2 separate regions of the Oryctolagus cuniculus genome follow, and region 1 is linked to region 2. A link is a contact called in public Micro-C data. All regions are on one chromosome and are shown on one strand. The core of a region is the stretch at or near the end of the contact, and the rest is flanking DNA. Distances in the headings are between cores, read along the strand shown.

Region 1 (6,212 bases), core at 689-3,188, 180 kb before region 2:
ATAAACCTACTGCCTCTGTTTTTCGATTGTACCAGACTTCCTTATTCACTGAGATACCAGTTAACTAATGTGATAAAATCACCCTTGCCAACAGCATCATGGGGAAATGTTCATGGCTCAGCAGTCCCACCTCCATGAGGTCTGTTCTGCTCCTCTTCTCACACCACTCTGCCTGGTCTGTGCCACAGTCCTGGCTGTTTTTAACTCTGGATTTCCTTTCCCCTTCTTGTACATGCAGCTTTGCTCACGCGATTTCTCCTGCCTGGACCACACTCCTCCAGTGAATTTCCTGTTTGCAATGGCAGCCATCACTCATGCTCACACATCCAGTCTGTTGCTGCCGGCCCTCCTCCAGCCTCATCTCACGTGGTCTAATGTGAACTTCTCTGCATCTCACCACAATGACAACCCGGCGTTTGATGGTGTGTCCCCTCCTGTTGGAAGATGAGTTTCCTGAGTACAGGGACTGTGTCTTTTTATCTCTGTATCTTTATCACTAGCTCAGGACCTTGAACACCATGGACTTTCTACAAATAATTGTTAATTAATGAATTAAGGATTAAGAGAGGAAATGCATGGTTTGCTCCAATGAGTACTTAACCTTTCAAAGCATTCCAAAGGACCTCAATTGTGTAAGTGTGGAAAGTCTAATGGAAACAGAATCTTTGCCTATGAATCCATGAACCATGAATCTGTGGATTTTTTTTTAATGGTCAGTACCCTGTACCTACCTACCTTCATCACCACTGGGGCTACCAGTAACACATCATGGTATCAATTTCAGACTACAATGCGAGTTTGCCATCTGCTGGTCATGTGGGGTAGCACAGTGAAAGTTATGACAAGGCATTTTTTATTTTCTCCAGAATATTCTGGATTATTATAAGTAGGATAGGCTTAGGTTCCAACACAACCAACCATTTAAGTTTTACTCAAGGGGAAATCATTCCCCATGGAGCATGAATGATTACCCAAGACCATACAGCTAATCAGCGAAAGGGTCCAAACTCTAATCCAATTTTGATAAAACTAATTTTTGTTCTTAATCGTAATTCTGGATGCTAACAGAACACATCTGGCCAATAATGCTGACCTTAACATTTTCCAAAAGGAAATGGAACAGCTGAGACTTGTTCCAGGTTCCCTGCCAGGAATCTCTTACCTCCTTATGTAAAGCTCCCTGGATCCCAGAAAGCAGATCTGCTTTCTGTCCAAGGATTTCCTGGATCTGAAAACAGCTGTACAGGATCATGAGTAAAAGGCTAGACTTACAAAACTTGGAATTTCACACCAAAAAGTTAGGCAAAGATGTGGTGCAGGACGTGCATTGCATGCCTTTGGATTGTGTGCTGTCAGCAAGACTCAGGATTCAAAACACCACAGACGTTTGTGCTCTGAGCAGTCACGATCTTTAAATGGAAAAGCTGACAAACCCTCACGGAAAGAGCCTGGCCCTGCCATCCTAATCAGAATAGACAGGGTCAGGTAGGGAACCTTCCAGAAAGTTCCGTCCTGAACCTGGTGGAACTGGCTACCAGGACTTCCAGTGGGTCCATATTTTTATTTTTTAGCTGCTCCCTGGGACTGGATTAAACTATAGTCATCGTTTGATTATGTGGTTTGCATGGAAACATGCCTATTAACATTCCTGGGATCACTGCAAAGTCCAAACAAACCAAGTATCTCAGTACCTGCCAGGAAGTTTCATGTTTCCCCAGCAGTTCTGAGAACGGAGGACTCCGGGGACTGGACTTCTGAAAGAAAGATGATGTGGCTGCCTGAGCTTCTCTCTGGGTGCTTCCCATGAATTTCCCCAGAACTCTTGGTTCTGAATGTGCTTTTCAAAATGGTCTTTACTCAAAACAGTACTACCAGCTGATGAACAGGTCCCGGCTGGTCCTTCAATCCCACAGTTTGGAAAAGTCACACCTTTACTTTATACATCTGGGGCAGCTGTTGCCCAGCAAGCATGCTAAGGAAAACAGTACAGGGTTTTGAAGAGCTGAGAATCAACTGTGGTTCTATTTTAGTCTCTTCAGGATTGGGAGGAAAGAATTCTTCCTCTTGAAAATAAGAAACAGCTAAGGGAAATGTTAATCTTTTCTGTAAATCCTCTCTCATTATCATTTTCCCTCCACGTCAACCAGCACAGTGGAGATGGGTGCTCACTGCTGGCCCACCCACACACATGATCTAGAAGGTCATTCGTTTAAAACTAAACCCGTGCACACCCTTCCCATCTCAACAGAGTGCTCATGGCCACAGGTAATGGCACTGTCTGGATGTCAGAGTGGTAGAGGACATGTCTAGGTATCAGAGACTTCTTGGAGAAGAAAAGAACAACGTTGCTATTTACTCAGAATTTCGGTGTGTGGTTTACATGAGGACTGAGAGGTCCAAATGAAGCACCCAAAGCCAAATGAAAGTGCTTTGGCCTTTACTGCTGCCCCTTCATCCCTCTTGAGAAAGAACTCTGAGTTCTTGGAAACCCTGGACTCCAAACTATGCTCTGGATCTACCCCAATAGCATAGAGACCCTGCTCAATGTGAGTGACAATTCTCCCATTGCAAGACCTATGAGGGCCTAAACAGTACTCAGTCGTCTTTGTCATCGCTTCTTTGATCCATACCAAGGAGATGCAGGGGACTGGAGTGCCTGGTTTCCTCTCACCAGCCCTCCCATCCATCATTCCCTATCTGCCGACATATTTCCCTTTATTTCCACCTGCTCCTACTTGTAGCTCCATTGACTCCAAATTCATTTTCATCTCTTCCCCAATGCACAGTGCTATTTCATAGACATCAATCAAGATCAAAGAGTACAAACTAGCCTTGTAGACAAGATTTGAAACACCGAGTTCAATAAAGTTACTGACTGGCCTTAATCCTTTTTTTTTTTTTTTTTGCACTGTAAGTATGATATGACAGTGGTATTTTCATGCTGAAAGTAGCATACATACTACATTCTTGAGAATTTTCACTTTTACCAGAAATTTTTGCCTTATTGAGAATGTGATTTAATTTAGACTTTGCTTAAATGATTTCAAAATACATTAGTAGCTTGATTTCATTCATAAAGACAATCTGAAACATTTGTTTTAAACAAAACAAAAACAGTACTAATGGTGTTTTAAAATGTAGGCTGTTGGGGTCAGTGTTGTGGCATAGTGAGTAAAGCCACTGCCTGTACCACCCGCATTCCATATGGGTGCCAAGTTGTGTCCCAACTGCTCCACTTCCAATCCAGCTCCCTGCTAATGGCCTTCAAAAAGCGGTGGAAGATGGCCCAAGTGCTTGGGCCCCTGAAACCACGTGGGAGACCCGGAGGAAGCTCCTGGCTCAGCCGTGGCCCTCTGGCCACCTGGGTAGTGAACAAGAAGATGGACATTCTCCCCCCTCCTACCCCCTCCCGCCATGTGTGTGTAATTCTGTCTTTCAAATAAATACACCTTTAAAAACAAAATGTGGGCTCTGGCCCTAGACTTTCTGGGCTCCCATTTGCCACTGCTGAGCTAGAAGAGTTGTGTAACTTACTCAACCTCTCCAAACCAGTTTCTTTATTTATAAATCCAGGTAACAATAGATTTACTCTAACAAAGTAGTGCAATTAGATTATACACAAATGTACATAGCATACTGTCTGTTGATTTGTCAATTGTGTAATGTTTAATTCTGTATTTAAATATGGTAAGCATTTAAAATATATCTCATTTAATCCTGATAACTCTAGAGTATGGGCATCATTGTCCCCATTGTGTAAAACCCTGATTGTCCTGAAGATATAACTTTCTAGACAGCTTTCTCAAGGAGAATTTGCTCAACCACATACCCACATGCCACATATCCACATACTCTTCCTTGAGTCCTCTTTGCCATTATGATTTACCAAATCTGGGTGTCTATACTCAGCTCCTCACATTGATATCCTGGGTAAATTCATTATCTATATTGATACCCAGCTTCCTAACTGCTCACTTCCTTGAACTCTTCATCTCCAAGGATCTCTACTCCAAATTTGGGTCATAGGTTTTCATTGCCTTTCTCTGGACCTTATTATCACTCAGAAAAGTCGCTCTACCTTCCAAATCAAGAACTCAGACACCTCATAGTCTATATCCTTCTAGGTGGTTCATTCAGTTGTTTATATCAAACCAGTTCGTTGACCATCCTTAAAATTTCTGTTATTCATTGACTCACAATACATCCCTTCACTTCTTTTTTTTTTTTTTTTTAGGATTTATTTATTTATTTGAAAGTCAGAGTTCCACAGAGAGAGGAGAGGCAGAGAGAGTCTTCCATCTGATGGTTCACTCCCCAATTGGCTGCAATGGCTGGAGTTGTGCCAATCCAAAGCCAGGAGCCAGGAGCTTCTTCCTGGTCTCTGACATGAGTGCAGGGGCCCAAAGACTTGGGCCATCTTCTGCTGCTTTCCCAGACCAAGCAGAGAGCTGGATAGGAAATGGAGCAGCCAGGTCTCAAACTGGCGCCCATGTGGGATGCTGGTGCTTCAGGCCAGGGCATTAACCCACTGCACCACAGCGCCAGCCCCTGCTTCCTTTCTTTATCCTACTTATCTTCAATATTTGGTTACTATAACCACTCATCATATCTACTTGACCTCTTTCAGTAAATCCAGCCATTGACCAAGGTTGCTAAGTTTCATTGTAGCAAATGCACCAGGGCTGACTATTGTCATTATGTATTCATGGTCAACATGCTCAACAGGATGCAGGCACTGCCAAGAAATTCTACTGAGTTTTTAATCAGTTCTCTCTGCTCTTCTCCATGGTAAGGGTTCCATACCTTCTCCACTCTTCAGTCCTCCAACTTCCTCACAACCCCTACTACTCCTGCCAATGTAAGAGAGGAGCCCATCTTTCTAACTGAGGCTTATTCCAACATCTCTGCTTTATCCCAGAGGAATCTTGCTTTATAAACTAGCCCTTCTTCCTCTGTCTTGAATCTCTTGCTGTCTGTTGCATATACCCCCCCCCAAGAGCTTTCAAATATGCTAAAGCCTTTTTCATCGCTTAAACCTCAAGACAACCCTGGAAATCCTAGTAGCCTATTTCTCTTTCACAGCTGAGACGATGGAGGCTTGCGGAGATGTAGGACGAAGGAGAGTAGGGTCTGAACCCAGGACACTGTGTCCATGCTTAGTGCCTTTCGTGACAACGCCATGCTGTATTGTGTAGCAATTGATTCAACCTAAATATTAAGAGGCTGTCCATGGACTGGGGAGATCTCTCTAAGTGCCTTCACCAGAGGACTGGATTGATTTCTTGGCAAGCCAGTGTGCTGATCAATGCTCCAACATCATGACTCCCCCTAAGGCCCCAAATGATAAAAAGAAATAGATGAACAGACCGAATCTGTTCTTTGGTTGCTCCGCCTATAAAGTGTAACTGACAATCCATCTTCTTCCCACCTTCTAGTATCATCCTCCTCCTACTCGCCACCTCTATTCTCTTCAGCAGTATAATGAAGATGGCCAATCTTCCCCCCATGGAAAGCTTTCAGTGGCTGTGGGGGCAGGTGCTACATACATGCCCAATATAGCCATCTTTTTTGGGAAGCTAATCCCCTGCCTGTGCTGACAGACAACTGTGATGTGGATGAAGCTGAGTGCATTTTCCTCAGAAAGGAAAAAAATAGAGCCAGGAGGAGGAAAATTATTTAAGCACCTGGGGGGAAGACTCAGAGAAGACCTGAGCACAAACACGGCCAAGCAACTAAATCATCAGCCTCAGCTGCAGCCACGTGTGTCTGCCCTTCGTTGGCATCAGACCAGGAGGAAACAAGGAGGCGTGCAGAGTGTGGGAGGTTATTAAAGGAAAGAGAACTAGACGTGGGGATGAAGTGAGGGGAGTGGGAGCCTTACAAAGAATGCAAAGAAGATTAAAACTAGAGCAACATAGGCCAACGAAGCTCACCTCTCTTTGTCAAAAAGGGGGGATTGAGGACTTAGAGCCTGGGTGTCACTGTTTGGTCCTTGAATGTTACTTTTCCAGCAATGACAGTAAAATCTCTTAAAAACAAAACAAAAAAAACCTGAGACTGAAATGCAAAAATTATTTTGCATTTAAAGGAGTAAAGGGAAATTCTGGGATGATATTATTTTAGAAACTAACCTGATGTAAAAGCTAAAACTTGTGGCCGGCACTGTCGTGTAGCAGTGCCGGCATCCCATACAGGCGCTGGTTCATGTCCCG
Region 2 (6,807 bases), core at 3,985-6,484:
AGAGACAGACAAATCACCTGGTTGCTTTTTTCCGCTTGGTTATTTCTGTTGGAATCTGGAAAGTGGATGTGGCATCCTGTTTCCTCCATGACCTTTTTAATATTGTTGCCACCCTTGCCGATCACATGTGAGTGTTCTGTATGGGAGACATCCATCTTCAAGGTAACCCGATTGCTCTGCATGGAAATAATGTATCATTTCTTGATGCACGAGAAGGAAAGAACTCCCTAAAAACATTATGCCCCCATGAAAATAGTATCAACAAAAAGTCACCCAACGGGAAATCTTACCAATTCCTTGATCTGATTGTCTCAATCTCAAATGTCCAATTTCTATCAACTTCTCTTTGGTAATAAGTCTGATTGTAAGATAAACTTGTCAGCAGAACAGATATGTTCTCTACCATGATAATTTTCTTGCAAAGTTGCCTTTATGTAAAGCCAGCTACAATTACAAATTACTTACTTTCTCTTTAAAGATATTACCCATTAAACATTTAATTTAAATAACTAACAATAGATGAAAACAAAGTTGAAGAGTTGTAGGTTTGTAGGACTGTGGAACTAAGATGACAGCAGATTAGAAATAAAAATAAAGTTCAAAACTAAATAAGGATGCATGTACACTTGTTTTCTCACAACTTCTAAGTTACTGTTTGTTGAACTTCATGAAGTCAATCTATTACATGCTTACTGGCAGGCAGAAAGGTCAAAAGGAGATCACAAAGCCTATCTGGCAGTGAGATGGTTTAAGTAAATAAATACAGTGTGTAAGAATGGTTATATTAAAACATAAAACTTTAAGATACAAAAAATAAAAGCACTAGAACATGTAGTGGAAAACATGTAATTAATTTTGGGAAATTTTGTGTGATCAAATTAAAAAGATTGGCATGAAATTCTTTCTAATTCACAAGACTTTTACTGAAATTCTCCAGTTTTTTTTGTGGTTTTTTTTTTTTTTTTTTTTTTTTTTTTTTGACAGGCAGAGTGGACAGTGAGAGAGAGAGAGACAGAGAGAAAGGTCTTCCTTTTCCATTGGTTCACACTCCAATGGCCGCTGCAGCCGGCGCACTGCTGCCGGCGCACTGCGCTTATCCGAAGCCAGGAGCCAGGTGCTCCTCCTGGTCTCCCACGCGGGTGCAGGGCCCAAGCACTTGGGCCATCCTCCACTGCCTTCCCAGGCCACAGCAGAGAGCTGGACAGGAAAAGGAGCAACTGGGACAGAATCCGGCGCCCTGACTGGGACTAGAACCCTGTGTGCCAGTGCCGCAGGCAGAGGATTAGCCTAGTGAGCCGTGGCGTTGGCCATTCTCCAGTTCTTAAAATTTCAAAATAAAACACATTAAAACATCAGTAATTTAAAATCTTCTGAATTCTGAGATTTTGAATATATATAAATATTTTTATTTTTATACTCAGTTCTTTCAGTTTAGTCTTTTTTTTTTTAAGATTTCATTTATTTGGAAGACAGAATTACAGAGAGGGAGAGTCAGAGAGAGGCTTCCATCTGCTGGTTCACTCCCCAAATTGCCACAGTAGCCAGAGTTGAGCTGATCCAAAGCCAGGAGCCAGGAACTTTCTCTGGGTCTCCCACGTGGGTACAGGGCCCCAACAACTCCGGCCATCCTCCACTGTTTTCCCAGGCACATTAGCAGGGAGCTAGATTGGATGTGCAACAGCTGGGATTCAAACGTGCACCCATATGGGATGCTGGTTCTGCAGGCCGGGGTTTTAACCACTGCACCACAGTTCCAGCCAGGTTAGCCTTTATAACACAGGAAAACATCCTCCTTTGTAAAGAAAACACCCAAATAGTTGACCATTATATAGGTGAATAACAAGGGAAAAAAAGGAAAGTTTCAGAGACAATTCCAATGGAATAACAGATGGAGAAACAAAGTGGCTTTGAATTATGGCCATCCTAATGGGTGTCAGGTGATATTCACTGTGGTGTGGATTTGTCACTCCTTGATAATTAGTGATGCTAAATATTTTTTAGTGACCATCTGTCTTCCTCGGGGACATGTGCATTCAAATATTAGTCCATTTCAAGAATCAGATTAGTTTTTCTTTGTTTGTTTTTGGTTTTGTTTTTGTTGGTGATAGAAGTTCCTTATATATTTTAGATATAAACACTTTTTTTATATGAATATATGGTTTGCAAGTATATTCTCCCATTTCATGAGCTGCCTTTCATCCTATTGATTGATTGACTTGCTGTGAAAAAACATTCTAGTTTGGTGTGATCCAAAATTGTCTGTTTCTGCTTTTGTTGCCTGTATTTTGCAATCATACCCAAGAAACTACTGCAAACGCTGATGTTATGAAGTTTCTCCGCAGTGAGTTCTATAATTTCAGGTTTTATGCTCATTTCTTTCACCCACTTTGAATTGATTTTTGTGTATAGTATAAGGTTCAGCTTTAGATTCATTTGTTTGCAAGTCAAGATCAGTTTTGCCAACACTGTTTATTGAGGAGACTTTTTCCCATTGTGTAGAGTTGGCATCCTTGTCAAAGATCATGTAATTATATATGTGTGAGTTTATTTCTGAACTCTTTATTATGTTCCATTGGTCTCTATGTATGTCTTTATGCCAGTGTTACACTGTTTTGATTACTCTAGCTTTATAAAAGGTTATGAATCAGGGAAAAAAAATCCGATGGCTTGGATTTGAACCCCACCTCCCCAGTTACCAGCGCTGCTTGCCTGAGCAAGTTACTTAGTATCTCTGTGATAGGCAGTCATGAGAGTTACACAAAATAATACTTGTTCAATAATACTATAAAATGATTAGCAAAGTACCTGGAATATAATAGATGATTTAGATGTATTTATTCACACAAATGAGTATATATTCTTACATATTTACGTTTTCCTGTTTTCCCTAAACACAGAGACTTGCAGAGAGAACGTGTACACACAATCACACAAAAGGAAGCATATGTGGCTGGCACCACAAAGGCCAATATGCTAATGATCATCTTTACTACCTGTGCTACCCTAACCAGCACCAGTGTCTGTTTCTGAAGATGGTCTGCACATACATGCATATGCACACATATGAGTACCTACATATGCATATGTGTGTATGTGTATATGTAGAAACACTGTTCCCTTACACGGTATGAGAGAACCCAGTCAAGTATTCAGCAGAACTGTACACCCACTGTACAACCACACGTGTTCTTCAAAGCCACATTACTTTCTCCTGGTTTTTCTTCTCCAAATGGTTCTTTCACAAGGGCAGGAAGCAGCCCTTGCAGAGACAAGGTCCTGACCCCCGAGCGTCCTTAACATTCACTTACTTTTGTGTCTAAGACAGACATGATCATTTCCTTGGCTTCTTTAACATCTTCCTTCTTTCCAGAAACCTTTATATGGGGATCTGTAAGGAATCAGAAACAGCAGTCTCATGTGAAGCTCCCAAACTCTGTTTTAAAACTGTTGTTACTCCTAAGTGTTCCATAAGAAAGTCAGTAACTTTCATTCTAGGCATGTATCAATCTAACAATAACAAAACATCCAGAATTTCCAAATTTGGAGAATATTCTAATTATTCATGTACTTTTGCCCCTGTGACACATGGCTAAATGATTTTTTTCCAAAATAAGTGTATAATTGCAAAAATAATTATATAGTATTTTTAAACAAGTGAGATGTCCATATTTCAATATAACAATTGAGATCTTGCTACATTCCAGGACCCATTCAATGGATTTAAAGGTATTAATTTATTTAAACCATGACACAGTTTTGCGAGGTTGTTTACAGAAAAATCTAAGCCACAACTTGGTTTAGAATCTTGTCGTGGAAACTACTCAGTCTTGGGCCATATAAGTTAAAGCCTTTCAGCTATGAATTCATATTTTAAACTCTGTGATAACTAAGGAGACATCCTCACAGGTGTAGGTTTAAGAGAAAAAAAATTAATTTATATTTGGGAAAATTTGATATTTAATCAGAATTACTACTGAGTGACTCATCTAAGATGCTGTATCTATTGTACATCACTGCTACTGACCTTTGTGTAGGAAAGCACTCATTTAACAACTATTTTCTGCACATCTACTATGCACGAGTCTATGTTCCAGGAACTAGGGGTAATATCATATCAGTGAAGAAAAAAGGCTTCTGTCCATATACGGTTTATCATCTTGTTCAGTGAGACAAAAATGAGAACAAATTGCCTAATACATTAGAACACAAATGTATGAAAAAGCACAAAAGGACAGCAGGATGAATGGCTCAGGAATACCAGTTATGGGAAGGGGAGCGGGCAGTGGGATTTGTAGAAAATGAGATCTGCGTACAGGTGGAAAGGAGGTGAGATGGTAGATCTGGAGCCTAAGCCCCAGGGTTGCTGACCCAGCTCTCCAGGTCTCCTTTTAATCTGGTGACCTAGTGCTGTCTCTCCTTCTCAGTCAGCCTGACAGACCAAGATGCTCTGGGGTTAAATAGAAAGTTCTTTAACCATTAGTTTCAGTGGTAAAGATAGAGATAATCTATCAGGAGTTTCACCTCAGTGATAAATCTCCACCCTACTGAGTACCCACACGTCTCAGCTGAGGCCATGCTGTGCCCTCCGACACGTCACAGCAGTGACATCAGGGCCAGCCAGGGTTTGCCAAACGCCTTTCACAACTAACAAGCAGCTCAGATCCAGTGCTTTCACTCTTCGAAGGCAGCAATTCTCTGGGACACGGAAGCCAAATAAGCAGGTAGAGGTTTTATCCCAACACCACCACCACACTCACATTTCTCCTCACAGCTGATCTCCTTATCCACCCCCTACTGCCCAAGGTGAAGTCAAAGCCACACGAAGGTGCAACTGGGCAATGAGGAAACAAAGAATGGAAGAACCCATTTTCCTAAAACTACCTTCTCTTCAGACCAGGATGGTGAAATTCCAGCTAACAACAGTGCACTCCCTCCCCTCCACACACGCGCACGCACACACACGCACAGTGCGGAGGGCTCCGGCCCCTGAGGAGACGTCCCAGCAGCTGTGGCTGGTCGAGTCAGCGCCCTCACCTCCAGCCCCTGTCTCCGCCTAGACTGTCCCCCAGGGGCTGCTCGTGGCCTCTGGAAAGTCTCCCATCTTTTATTCCCTCTTCTGACACTTGCCCTGTCACAGGGACATTTGTGAAGATCAGAGGCCTGACGGTTGGGGGAAACTTTCTCCAGTGTTTGCGTACCAGGTGCTGTGAGGCAAGGGGTCTAAAAGCAAGGCACAGGGATGCTGGACTGCTGCAAGCTGGCAGCAGGTCCTGCGGTATCGCATCCCTCAATCCCCACGCACGGGCACTGCCTTCTCCCCCTCTTACTCCGGCCAGCTTTTACCACTTCGGGAAACCTTACGATGGCCCCTGTAACTCCTCTAGACAACACTTACATAGAAAGCTGTCTGGATCCAAAACTTCACACTCAAATATCCACAACTGTGGTTTGAGTTCCTGTGGGGCTGACACTGCTGTTAATCTCTACTGAAAACACTCATGAGTATGCAGTGTTTCTCAGAACATGCCTGTGCATCACTCACTTGCTAAAACACACGCACCCTGATCAGGATGTCACTGGTTCCCTGATTCCTAAACCAAGGATGAGCAACAGTAGATTAAACCACCGAGACTTTAAATTTTAACCTCTTATGTTTTGGCCCAAGACACAAGACAGAAATGCTTCTACAGGATACAACTGTATTTTTCTCACCCACAAAAGAAGTTAACAGTAAGTACAGAATGGCTAACCTGAAACCTGACTCTCACAGGCTGGAAAATCACCTTAAAGGTCCTATCCACCTGTAGACAGACAGGGAGCCTCGGATGCAATTTAAGGAAGGCTCTGATTGCCATCATCTCTGCATGAACAGAACAATAAGCAAAATAGAAAGCAAAGGCAAAAAAAAAAAAAAAAAAAAAAAAAAACCACCTCATTTTAAAGTGAAATGGCACCATCTAGTGTTCAAAACTATAAAGTACCAATGCACACAAAGACACACAGAGGAAGCAAGGAGTAACATCAAACTCCACAGGGAGTGGACAACCGACAACGGACATGCAACATCAAACTGTCTCCAGGATGGGAATAAGTGCTTTTTTTCTTTTTTAAAGTGCTCCCTTCAATAATTAATTTCAATAAGGATAGAAATGAATATGACAAAATTGGGATTTAGATTTTTTATTCTTTTCTTAAAAGATATACAGGATGTGAGATTTAATTCCAGGTTTAACCTAATTTACTCATTTGAGTTCATAAAATGCTGTTCGTTTTCAGTAACTGTTACAGTCTGTAGTTCAAGCTTGTCTATGTAACAGCACAGGGGCCCCAGCTTTATTCAGACTTTTTTTTTTTTTTTTTTTTTTTTTTTGGACAGGCACAGTTAGACAGTGAGAGAGAGAGAGAGACAGAGAGAAAGGTCTTCCTTTTCCACTGGTTCACCCACCAAGTGGCCACTACAGCTGGCGTGCTGTGCCAATCCAAAGCCAGGAGCCAGGCGTCTCCTCCTGGTCTCCCATGCGGGTGTAGGGCCCAAGCACTTGGGCCATCCTCCACTGCACTCCCGGGCCACAGCAGAGAGCTGAACTGGAAGAAGAGCAACCGGGACAGAATCCGGCGCTCCAACAGGGACTAAAACCCGGGGTGCCGGCACCACAGGCGGAGGATTAGCCTAGTGAGCTGCAGCACCGGCCCAGACTCATTCTTGAAATACATGACACACACACGCACGCACACACACACACACACACACACACACACAATAAAAGCCAAAGTATGGACATACTACTAAATCTAAAAATGAAATAA

The links. Hi-C and Micro-C count contacts between places; a contact is called where the count stands out from the background.
Region 1: a Micro-C map of ear pinna shows a contact between it and region 2, with 4 times the contacts expected there. The contact joins two enhancer-like sites. A contact is called at or near these places in 3 of 6 Hi-C or Micro-C datasets (ear pinna, psoas muscle and an unstated tissue).

Annotation. Positions count from the first base shown.
Region 1 is chr15:51,399,912-51,406,123 of mOryCun1.1, reverse strand. LOC127484208 (a long non-coding RNA gene) reads left to right here. Exons shown (of 2, transcript XR_007911026.2): 2 at 239-680. Among named protein-coding and RNA genes, the nearest start is that of PHYHIPL, 240 kb to the left of the region's middle. Within about 2 kb of position 1,938, at least 2 of the 8 cell types and tissues checked have an H3K27ac peak or open chromatin away from gene starts, as enhancers often do. A contact at or near this core is called in ear pinna, where this site is marked.
Region 2 is chr15:51,221,813-51,228,619 of mOryCun1.1, reverse strand. It overlaps BICC1 (BicC family RNA binding protein 1), which reads right to left. Exons shown (of 22, transcript XM_070057685.1): 4 at 3,309-3,388; 5 at 18-176. Among named protein-coding and RNA genes, the nearest start is that of BICC1, 290 kb to the right of the region's middle. Within about 2 kb of position 5,234, at least 1 of the 8 cell types and tissues checked has an H3K27ac peak or open chromatin away from gene starts, as enhancers often do. A contact at or near this core is called in ear pinna, where this site is marked.